Linked DNA regions of Mus musculus: region 2 is linked to region 1. Evidence: chromatin contacts called from public promoter capture Hi-C data. All regions are on one chromosome and are shown on one strand. Each heading gives the region's core, a stretch centred on a gene start, on an enhancer-like site or on the middle of the called end of the contact. The rest is flanking DNA. Distances are from core to core; before and after follow the strand shown.

Region 1 (4,547 bases), core at 1,102-3,601:
AGAGTGCCTTGCTGTATTAGGACCCTATACCAGTAGAATTGCTAACCAGTCTAAACCCAGACTATGGCTTTTGTGATATTACTCTCTTGTATCTTTTCTATTGTCCAATTCTTTACTAGTCTATCAATACACACACACACACACACACACACACACACACACACACACACACACACACTCAAATCTTAGAATGTATGTCCTGTGCAGTTCCACAGGTCTATGGATCCCAGACCAATTTCCATACATTTTTCTTCTTTTTTTTGTCTTAGCAGTTGGATAAACTGGCTACAAAATATTAGGACAAAGTTCCTCCCTTATGCTTTTGTTTGTTTGTTTCTAGGACAGGGTTTTTCTGTGTAACAGCTTTGGCTGTCCTGGAACTCATTTTGTAGACCTGGCTGGCCTCAAACTCACAGAGATCTGTCTGCCTCTGCCTGGGGTGCTGGTCTTAAAGGCTTGCGCCACCACCACCCAACTCTCTCTCATATTTTTAGTAGAAGTATCATGATTAAGCAGGAAGCCTAAGACTAGAGAAATTGTTAAACCCATCAAAATAACAAAAGAGTATTTGTTATAACGCCAAACATTAAAGCTGGGCATTTGTAAGCAAGTTTCAAAGGCAGCTCTCTATTACCATTCCAGCCTTAGAGTTTCTCACCACGAATAATCAGAAAGGAGCTTGTACCTTTAATCCCAGCACTAGGGAGGCAGAGGCAGGCAGAACTCTGTGAGTCATAGTGAGTCAAAGACAGCCTAAGCTACAGACCAAGACCCTGTCTTGAAAAACAAACACAAACACAAACCCGGTGATCATAAAGGAAGAACAGCAGGAATGCAGGGCTAGCTCAGGGCGCTCAGGGATGTGGTTCTTATAGTCCAAACAATATTTAAACAAAAACACTAGCAATTGTCTCCAATGGTCCTGCTTCCAAAATAATAACATCATATAACTCTGCTTCCACTATCGGAACACTAGAAATTATTGATTGAGCACAGTGCAGAGGATTAAACTCAGGAACTTGGACTTGCTAAGCAAGTATTCTCATCCCCAATCCAAAACATGATCTTAATGTTTGAGTCCGAGGTCACTATGCAGCCCTACAGGACTTGGAACTCATTGTGTAGATCAGGCTGGCTTTGAACTCACAGATCTACCTGCCTCTGCCTCTGAGGAGTAAAGATAAGTCCCCCATCTGTTTCAAAGGTGATCTAAAATACCATTAGAATCTCTAGCCCATCTCTTTTGTCTGTTGAATTTTTTGTTGTTTTGGGTCTCACTTTTTAGCCCAGAGCAGCCTTAATTCCCTCTAGTGCTGGCACTGAAACCATTCTCATCTGTTAAGAAAAAAAAAAAAAAATCTGAGTGAAAGAAAGATGTTTTACGGTATGGCCTAATAAGGACTTATGTAGAAAGCAGGATCTATGAAGGCCTCAGATTTTAAAGACAGTATATATTTGGGTTTTGTTCTTTGGGAGAAAAATTGTTTATGTTTATCTGGTGCACTCACTTGAACCTGTGTGGTGTGTGTGTGTGTGTGTGTGTGCATGTGTGTTGCATGTATGGTGTGTGTGCTTATGTGTGGTGCATGTGTGTGTGCATGTGTGGTGCATGTGTGTGTATGTGTGTGTGCATGTGTGTTGCATGTGTGTGTATGTGTGGTGCATGTGTGTGGTGCATGTGTGTGTGCATGTGTGTGGTGTGTGTGTGCATGTGTGTGTGCATGTGTGTGTGCATGTGTGTTGCATGTGTGTATGTGGTGTGTGTGCATGTGTGTGTGCATGTGTGTGTGCATGTGTGTTGCATGTGTATATGTGGTGTGTGTATGTGTGTGTGCATGTGTGTTGCATGTGTGTGGTGTATGTGCATGTGTGTTGCATGTGTGCATGTGTGTGGTGTGTGTGCATGTGTGTTGCATGTGTGTGTGGTGTATGTGTGTGTACATGTGTGTGGTGTATGTGTGTGTGTATGTGTGTGTACATGTGTGTTGCATGTGTGTGTGTGTGTGTGTGTGTGTGTGTGTGTTGCTTAGGTTTTACGTAGATGCTGGGGGTCCAAATTCAGGTCCTTGTGCTTGAGCAGCTGCACCGCACTGACTTAAAGAATTGGTATTTCCATGAGTATTTCATAACCCTGCCCTAACCTCCTTTTCCATCCGAAGTGTTGCAGTGCCTTTCTGAGTCAACACTATGGTATGGACAAGGCCATTGAAAATTTTCAAAACTGCACACTTTAAAGTAATAGAGGCACTAAAAAATGGCTGCAGAGCATGCATTGTGTCCCCTACCATTTCTACTACGAGTCCTACCCAGGCTACCCGGTCACACTTCATCAATTCTAAGATCATCCGCATCACTGAAATTAGGATATATTTTATTCCGGTTGGTCATCTTTTGCTGCCAAAGCAGTTTTTCTTAGTGATATCTAAAACAAGGACACCCAAAGTTTTAGGAAATATTGTATTAAAAACTGTCCCCTACTCCTAATCCCCCAGCCTATCTTTCCTAGAAATTCTGCACTCAAGGCTTACATTGTGCTTATATTTTAAGCTGACAATACAGACTGGCTCAGCGGTAGAGTTCATTGCTTAAGTTCTGGGTTCTAATGGTAGCTCTAAGAGTCAAGCCAAACCAAACCACAGGGTCCTTCACGTTTATCGTCTAGAGAAAGCTCAAAACACTGTAAATCGAGAGTTTAGAAGAAAATCTAATTTATTCTCCCCTAGGAGGGCGCAAACCCAGCCCACTACTAGAACTACTAGAAACTATGCAGTTTCTCACATTGGGTGAAGTGGCAGCGGCAGGCACATCCGAAGGGCAAAGTGAGAAGCCTGGCCCCGTGAAAAACACCCTGGAAGGTAAATACTCAAGTCTAATTCTGAACATCACTGTTCTTTGTCAATAGTTATTTCTTTCATCATCTGTGTTTCTGTGGAGTCTGTATTTTACAAGGGATCAAGTCCTGTCAACAATTCAAATTGTTAAGAACCAGGAAGCGGCTCTGAGGCAAGAAACCAACTAAGGTTCTGACCTGGAGTTCTGAGACTAATTAAGCCTGCCACCTTCCCTTCTGAAAGCCATGCAGACAGTAACTACAGCGCCCGTGGGAAAGAACCAGGGAGCCCCCAACACATCATGTATTATTCAATATGCATGTTTTCAAGAACGCTAGCTCTTCCAACAAAGAATATATTCACAGTAAGTTCGAGGAGGAGAGTTCAATATTGGTTTCGGCATTGTTTACGTGGTCCGCACGCTGAAGCGCTGAGGGACAGAGACAGGGGCAGTCTCTGTATTTCATCAGGACAATTAAGATTCCTGGTTTCTCAACCCTAGACAAGGAGGGGTAGGACCCGGGGACATAAGAAGGGGTAAGTAAAGTTGGGGACAGGAGGGGTGTGTTCGAACCTTGGCACTTCCCCCCATCCATAGACAGAAGCCCTCGGAAAAGACCCGATTCTCTGCGTACTTCGGCCACGACGACGTAACAGAGCCAGCGGGTCTGGATGCCCGCTGTGACCTCGGAAGTCCCGGTCCCAGGTCTCTTACCGGCGGCGGGTACAGGGTTTTAATGGAGGTGCTGGTGTTCTCCTTGACCTGTTCTGTGACCTGTTCCTTCTCTTTCTCCGTCCCTTGCTCCTCCTTGGCTTCCATCCCTGTCCCGTTCTCCTTGCCTTTCTCGTCATTTTTCCTTTTCTCTTCCTCCTTCCCTTTGTCTTTCCCATTCTCCTTGGTTTTCAGGTCCGCGCTCTTTCTTTTCTCCTCTTCCTTCTCTTTTCCGGTTTCCTTGGTTTTCAGGTCCGCGCTCTTTCTTTTCTCCTCTTCCTTCTCTTTTCCGGTTTCCTTGGTTTTCAGGTCCGCACTCTTTCTTTTCTCCTCTACCTTCTCTTTTCCGGTTTCCTTGGTTTTCAGGTCCGCACTCTTTCTTTTCTCCTCTACCTTCTCTTTTCCGGTTTCCTTGGTTTTCAGGTCCGCACTCTTTCTTTTCTCTTCTTCCTTCTCTTTTCCGGTTTCCTTGGTTTTCAGGTCCGCACTCTTTCTTTTCTTCTCTTCCTTCTCTTTGTCTTTCCCGTTCTCCTTGGTTTTCAGGTCCACACTCTTCTTTTTCTCTTCCTCCTTCCCCTTGTCTTTCCCATTCTCTTTGGTTTTCAGGTCCACACTCTTCTTTTTCTCTTCCTCCTTCCCTTTGTCCTTCTCGTTCTCCTTGGTTTTCAGGTCCACACTCTTCTTTTTCTCTTCCTCCTTCCCTTTGTCTTTCCCGTTCTCCTTGGTTTTTAGGTCCACACTCTTCTTTTTCTCTTCCTCCTTCCCTTTGTCCTTCTCGTTCTCCTTGGTTTTCAGGTCCACACTCTTCTTTTTCTCTTCCTCCTTCCCCTTGTCTTTCCCATTCTCCTTGGTTTTCAGGTCCACACTCTTCTTTTTCTCTTCCTCCTTCCCTTTGTCTTTCCCGTTCTCCTTGGTTTTCAGGTCCACACTCTTCTTTTTCTCTTCCTCCTTCCCCTTGTCTTTCCCATTCTCCTTGGTTTTTAGGTCCACACTCTTCTTTTTCT
Region 2 (4,887 bases), core at 1,124-3,623, 230 kb before region 1:
TCTGTTAAGTTTGCAGCCAGCCTGGTTTATAGAATGAGTTCCAGACTGGCCAAGGCTACATAGGGAGACCTGGTCTTAAAACACAAGCAAGCAGCAAGCAAGTAGCAAACAGATACATAGTCTCCGGTTGAATTATTTCTGCCCTTCCCCCACACTGTAGCCTCTAAATCTTTCTTCTCATGTTCCCTCCCTTCAAACCCCATCCCCCCACCACCCCGTTTCCATTCCTTTGGGAGTCAGCTAGCTGGATACAGTAACTTGTTTCTAACCTAGAACCCTGCAGAAGTGGCAGGTGCCAGCAACTTCCAGAATGGGAATCCAAAAGGAAGCTGTGGTACCTGCTTAGCCTTCATGGTGGGGGAATCAGCTACCATAGCGAGCAGACCTGTAGAGAGGTCTTCCTGCCAAGAGCCGGTGTCTCTGGCCTGCCTAGGCACTGGGGCCTGCCTACAGGCAGATACAAAGTCTACTGGATCTCCTCTCAGTTTGAGTATTCAGATGACTAGAACGTAAACTGACCCATAATTGCCCCCAACCCCCCCTTGACAGGGTTTCTCTGTGTAGCCCTGGCTGTCCTGGAACCCACTCTGTAGACCAGACTCAGAAATCCACCTGCCTCTGCCTCCCGGGTGCTGGGATTAAAGGCATGCTCCATCACACCCAGCCACTTATTTTTTTTTTTTAAGGTTTATTTATTATCATACATAAGTACACTGTAGCTGTCTTCAGAGACACTAGAAGAGGGCATCCAGATCTTATTACAGGTGGTAGTTAGCCACCATATGGTTGCTGGGATTTGAACTCAAGGACCTTCGGAAGAGCAATCAGTGCTCTTAACTGCTAAGCCATCTTGCCAGCCCAGGAACATCTTTTAGAGATGACATTGGTGCCTTCCCTTTGGCTATGAGACTATTGAAACAATGGCCCCCAAGAAAGTGGAATTTCTCCTCAGCTTGTTGCTGAGAGAAGGAAAAGCCTGGGGCCCTTGTGTTTTAAAAAAAAAAAAGAAAGAACCAGGGGTATGTTGGTAGAGGTGAAGTATGTGCCGGGGTGGGAGTGGGCCTCTGCTGGTCCATGCTGAGACATCCCTTCCCCCTGCGGTCTCAGCCATACCATGGATATAGTATGAAATAGTTTATTTAGGGCACTGGGAGGGGAATTAAGGGGGGAGTAGTGACAGAGAAAGGGAGGGAGAGAGGGGGGGAATAGAGCCAGCTGTGAACATGTGGAGAGAGAGGTGGGAGGGGAATGGGGAGAGAAGAGATAGAGAAGAGGGGAAGAGAGCAAGAGAGCGAGGAGGGGGCAAGCAGCCTCTTTTATCCTGAGTCCGGTACACTTGGCTGTTGCCAGGTAACTGTGGGGTGGAGCCTAGAAGAAATGCTAATGTACAGCCCTGGTACAGTCAGCGGGGAGCTTGTCTCAGGGCTGACAACTTATTAAGCCACCTTGGTAGGACACAAGAGGGTTCAGACAATGATGATGGGCAGGCTTATGCCTTGACTGGGGCTACTTAGTTATGCATACCTCTTGCCCCTCTGTTTAAACTGAATCTATATGTCAGGAGTCCAAAATGGACGTGAGGTGGTCATTGAACCTCTATATTGTCCTTCTCGTTTTGGCCACAGAGAATAAACCTCCCCTTTTTGCTTTTCTCCATCATCTTTTCTCTTTAATTTTGTCATTGAGAATAGGAATCCAGCCGGGCGTGGTGGCACACACCTTTAATCCCAGCACTCGGGAGGCAGAGGCAGGCGTATTTCCGAGTTCGAGGCCAGCCTGGTCTACAAAGTGAGTTCCAGGACAGCCAGGGCAGAGAAACCCTGTCAAAAGAGAATAGGAATCCAAACCTGGTTGGTAATGTGGCCACTGATGTGCACATCCAAGACAATCAGTGAGACTTTGGGGCTGGGGGTAGGGAAGAGAAACACCGTTAACCGTGGGCCATTTAGTGTGCATGTCTTTAATGAAAGTGCACGCCTTCAATCCCAGCACTTAGGAGGCAGAGGCAATTGGAGCTCTATGAGTTCCAGGCTAGCTAGCCTCGTCTACATAGTTCCAGGGCAAACAGAGGTACATAGTGAGATCCTGTCTCAACCCCCTCCCCTCAAAAAAAAAAAAAAAAAAAAAAAAAAAAAGAAAGAAAAGGGGTTGGAGAGATGGCTCAGTGGTTAAGAGCACTGGCAGCTTGCTCTTCCAGAGGTCCTGAGTTCAATTCTCAGCAACCACATGGTGGCTCACAACCATCTGTAATGGGATCTGATGCTCTCTTCTGGTGTGTCTGAAGACGTCTCTTAGGCTAAGAATTAAAGCCACCAATGGCAAACTAGGTAAAAGATGACACCATGTATCTGTGAAGTTGCAGGAAACTGCAGCCCCGGGCCGAAGCTTTGGAGATCTCTCTCGTGAGTCAGACCCAGCGTGAATACTTCCGATGCTCCACACAGACTCAGATGCCTGTCTTGGGTGTTTTTCCCATAACAGGAATAGTACCAGATTAAGGCAACAATGTCTTATCAACTTCAGTCTTGGCTCTGACAACCATTCAGTTTGGCTTCATCTTGCCCAGCATCTCTGCAAATACTGATTATTGTGACCTCGTAGCATGTAAATGCTACAAGTATGATTGTTTCTGGGATTTGGGGCCTATAAATGCAACCATTTAGTGATGGAGACATAAAGAAAGCTTAAAGGTAACTGTGAGGAAGATTGGGGCCCACAGTGGTGCATCTTTCCTGCACTGTGCCTCCCGTGGTTGCTCGTCAGGCATCCACACCAGCTTAACTATTTTCTCTCGCAGCTCCTCGGAGGGGAACAAAGGTCCCTCAGTAGCAAGACTGTCATCCTTGACACTCAAGGCTGTGTCCTATTTATTTCTGGAGCTGCCACACCACAGATGGTCAGCAAACACAAATATATATTTAGGAGGAAGAAACCGGCCATTTTCTGAGTTGACTTTTCTCACATGTCTTTTCAGTGTAAATCTCTAGGCTTGTGCTCTCTACTGTGAAATCAAATCAGTGCCCAAGGAGCGAGGCTTCTTGCTCTGTGTTCTCTAGCTTGCTTCTGCTATAGACCTTAGCTAGTGTGTGTGTATGTGTGTGTGTGTGAGAGAGAGAGAGAGAGAACTAGACACAGACAGACAGACAGACAGACAGACAGACAGATAGAGTTTCCACTTCTTCTTCTTATTTTTTTAAAGATGTGTTTATTTATTATGTGTAAGTACACTGTAACTGTCTTCAGACACTCCAGAAGAGGGAGTCAGATCTTGTTATGCATGGTTGTGAGCCACCATGTGGTCGCTGGGATTTGAACTTAGGACCTCTGGAAGAGCAGTCAGTGCTTTCAACCACTGAGCCATCTCTCCAGCCTAAAGGTCCACTTCTAGGCACTGCCCCTCCCCAGCATTGTGAAATGTGCTTCCAGCTTCCATCATTGACAGACACTGCCCATACTTTCTAGGTATCTCCTTGAATTAGAAGCAGCTGGGGTCTGGAGAGATGGCTCAGCGGTTAAGAGCACTGACTGCTCTTCCATAGGTCCTGAGTTCAATTCCCAGCAACCACATAGTGATTCACAACCATCTGTAATTGGATACGATGCCCTCTTCTGGTGTGTCTGAAAACAGCTACAGTATACTCACCATATATATATAAAATAAATATAATCTTAAAAAAGAAGAAGAAGAATAGCCGGGCATGGTGGCACACACCTTTAATCCCAGAAGGAGAAGAAGAAGAAGGAGAAGGAGAAGAAGAAGAAGCACCAGCAGCAACTGGAATCTCTTAGTCTCTTGGCTTTGCTGATATAAACACACAGCTCTCACCTCAAAGGGAATAAGGGATAGTTTATTCTAGAGCCATGGCCTCAAGGAACATGGAACGATTCAGGTAGCCCTAAATACCATGTTCTGAAAGGGTTTTGTGAAATTTCTGATACATGGGTGGAAAGATCCAGATGCCAGCTACTGCAAAGCAGGGGTGTCCCCACTATGGGTTTCAGATGTGATCTGACAACATGTTTAGCTTTTGGGTTGGGGGAAACTAGTGGTCTGTTCAGTCAATATATTCTTTAACTTTACAACACAACACAGGGACTACCAAGGGCCCTGTTAAACCTGGCAAAGGCTTTGTCTATACTGTGAATCTCCATATAATGAACTGTGTGTGACCCAGCCTGTGTATAAACCAATAGAAAGCCTGATTTAGAAGTAAAATGTCGCCGGGTGTGGTGGCGCACGCCTTTAATCCCAGCACTTGGGAGGCAGAGGCAGGCAGATTTCTGAGTTCGAGGCCAGCCTGGTCTACAAAGTGAGTTCCAGGACAGCCAGGGCTACAGAGAAACCCTGTCTCGAAAAACAAACAAACAAAAAAACCAAGCAAAAAAAGAAGTAAAATGTCATGGCAAATAGCTGACTCAGCCAATTATATAGCAGCTGAGCTACAATCAACCTCAGGTTGTGTTGACCATGCCCCACTAACCAGTTATACTGTGTTTACAACTTGCATTTCCTGTCCACAAATGCTCCTCACCTGCAACCTGGTTGTCTTAGTACTTTTCTATTGTTATTAAACATCATAACTGTGTTGGTTTGTATATGCTTGGATCAGGGAGTGGCACTATTAGGAGGTGTGGCCTTGTAGGTATGGTGGTTTTTTGTTTTTTGTTTTTTGTTTTTTTTCTGGCTTTCTCGAGACAGGGTTTCTCTGTATAGCCCTGGCTGTCCTGGAACTCACTTTGTAGACCAGGCTGGCCTCAAACTCAGAAATCCGCCTGCCTCTGCTTCCCAAGTGCTGGGATTAAAGGCGTGTACTACCATGCCCGCCTGGAGGTATGGGTTTTAATACCCTTGTGCTGGCTGCCTAGGAGCCAGTAGACTGCTAGCAG

What was found. Promoter capture Hi-C pulls out the DNA fragments that hold promoters and counts their contacts.
Region 2: a contact with region 1 is called in a promoter capture Hi-C map of trophoblast stem cells, with 4 times the contacts expected there. The contact joins the enhancer-like site here to the promoter of Arl9 in region 1. A contact is called at or near these places in 18 of 39 promoter capture datasets (the 3T3-L1 cell line, 3T3-L1-derived adipocytes, the C10 cell line and 10 more), 4 of 15 datasets of contacts at CTCF or cohesin (embryonic stem cells, large pre-B cells, pro-B cells and 1 more), 29 of 484 Hi-C or Micro-C datasets (3T3-L1-derived adipocytes, bone marrow-derived dendritic cells, cortical neurons and 13 more), 16 of 115 datasets of contacts at active chromatin or transcription factors (the SCID.adh cell line, bone marrow-derived macrophages, cardiomyocytes and 10 more) and 3 of 9 other capture datasets (adipose tissue, liver and pancreatic islet).

The regions. Positions count from the first base shown.
Region 1 is chr5:77,001,859-77,006,405 of GRCm38.p6, reverse strand. Arl9 (ADP-ribosylation factor-like 9) reads right to left here and starts at 2,351. Exons shown (of 4, transcript NM_206935.1): 1 at 2,307-2,351. The coding sequence starts at 2,351.
Region 2 is chr5:77,231,602-77,236,488 of GRCm38.p6, reverse strand. No RefSeq gene overlaps it. Among named protein-coding and RNA genes, the nearest start is that of Spink2, 23 kb to the right of the region's middle. Within about 2 kb of position 2,373, at least 3 of the 459 cell types and tissues checked have an H3K27ac peak or open chromatin away from gene starts, as enhancers often do. A contact at or near this core is called in trophoblast stem cells, where this site is marked.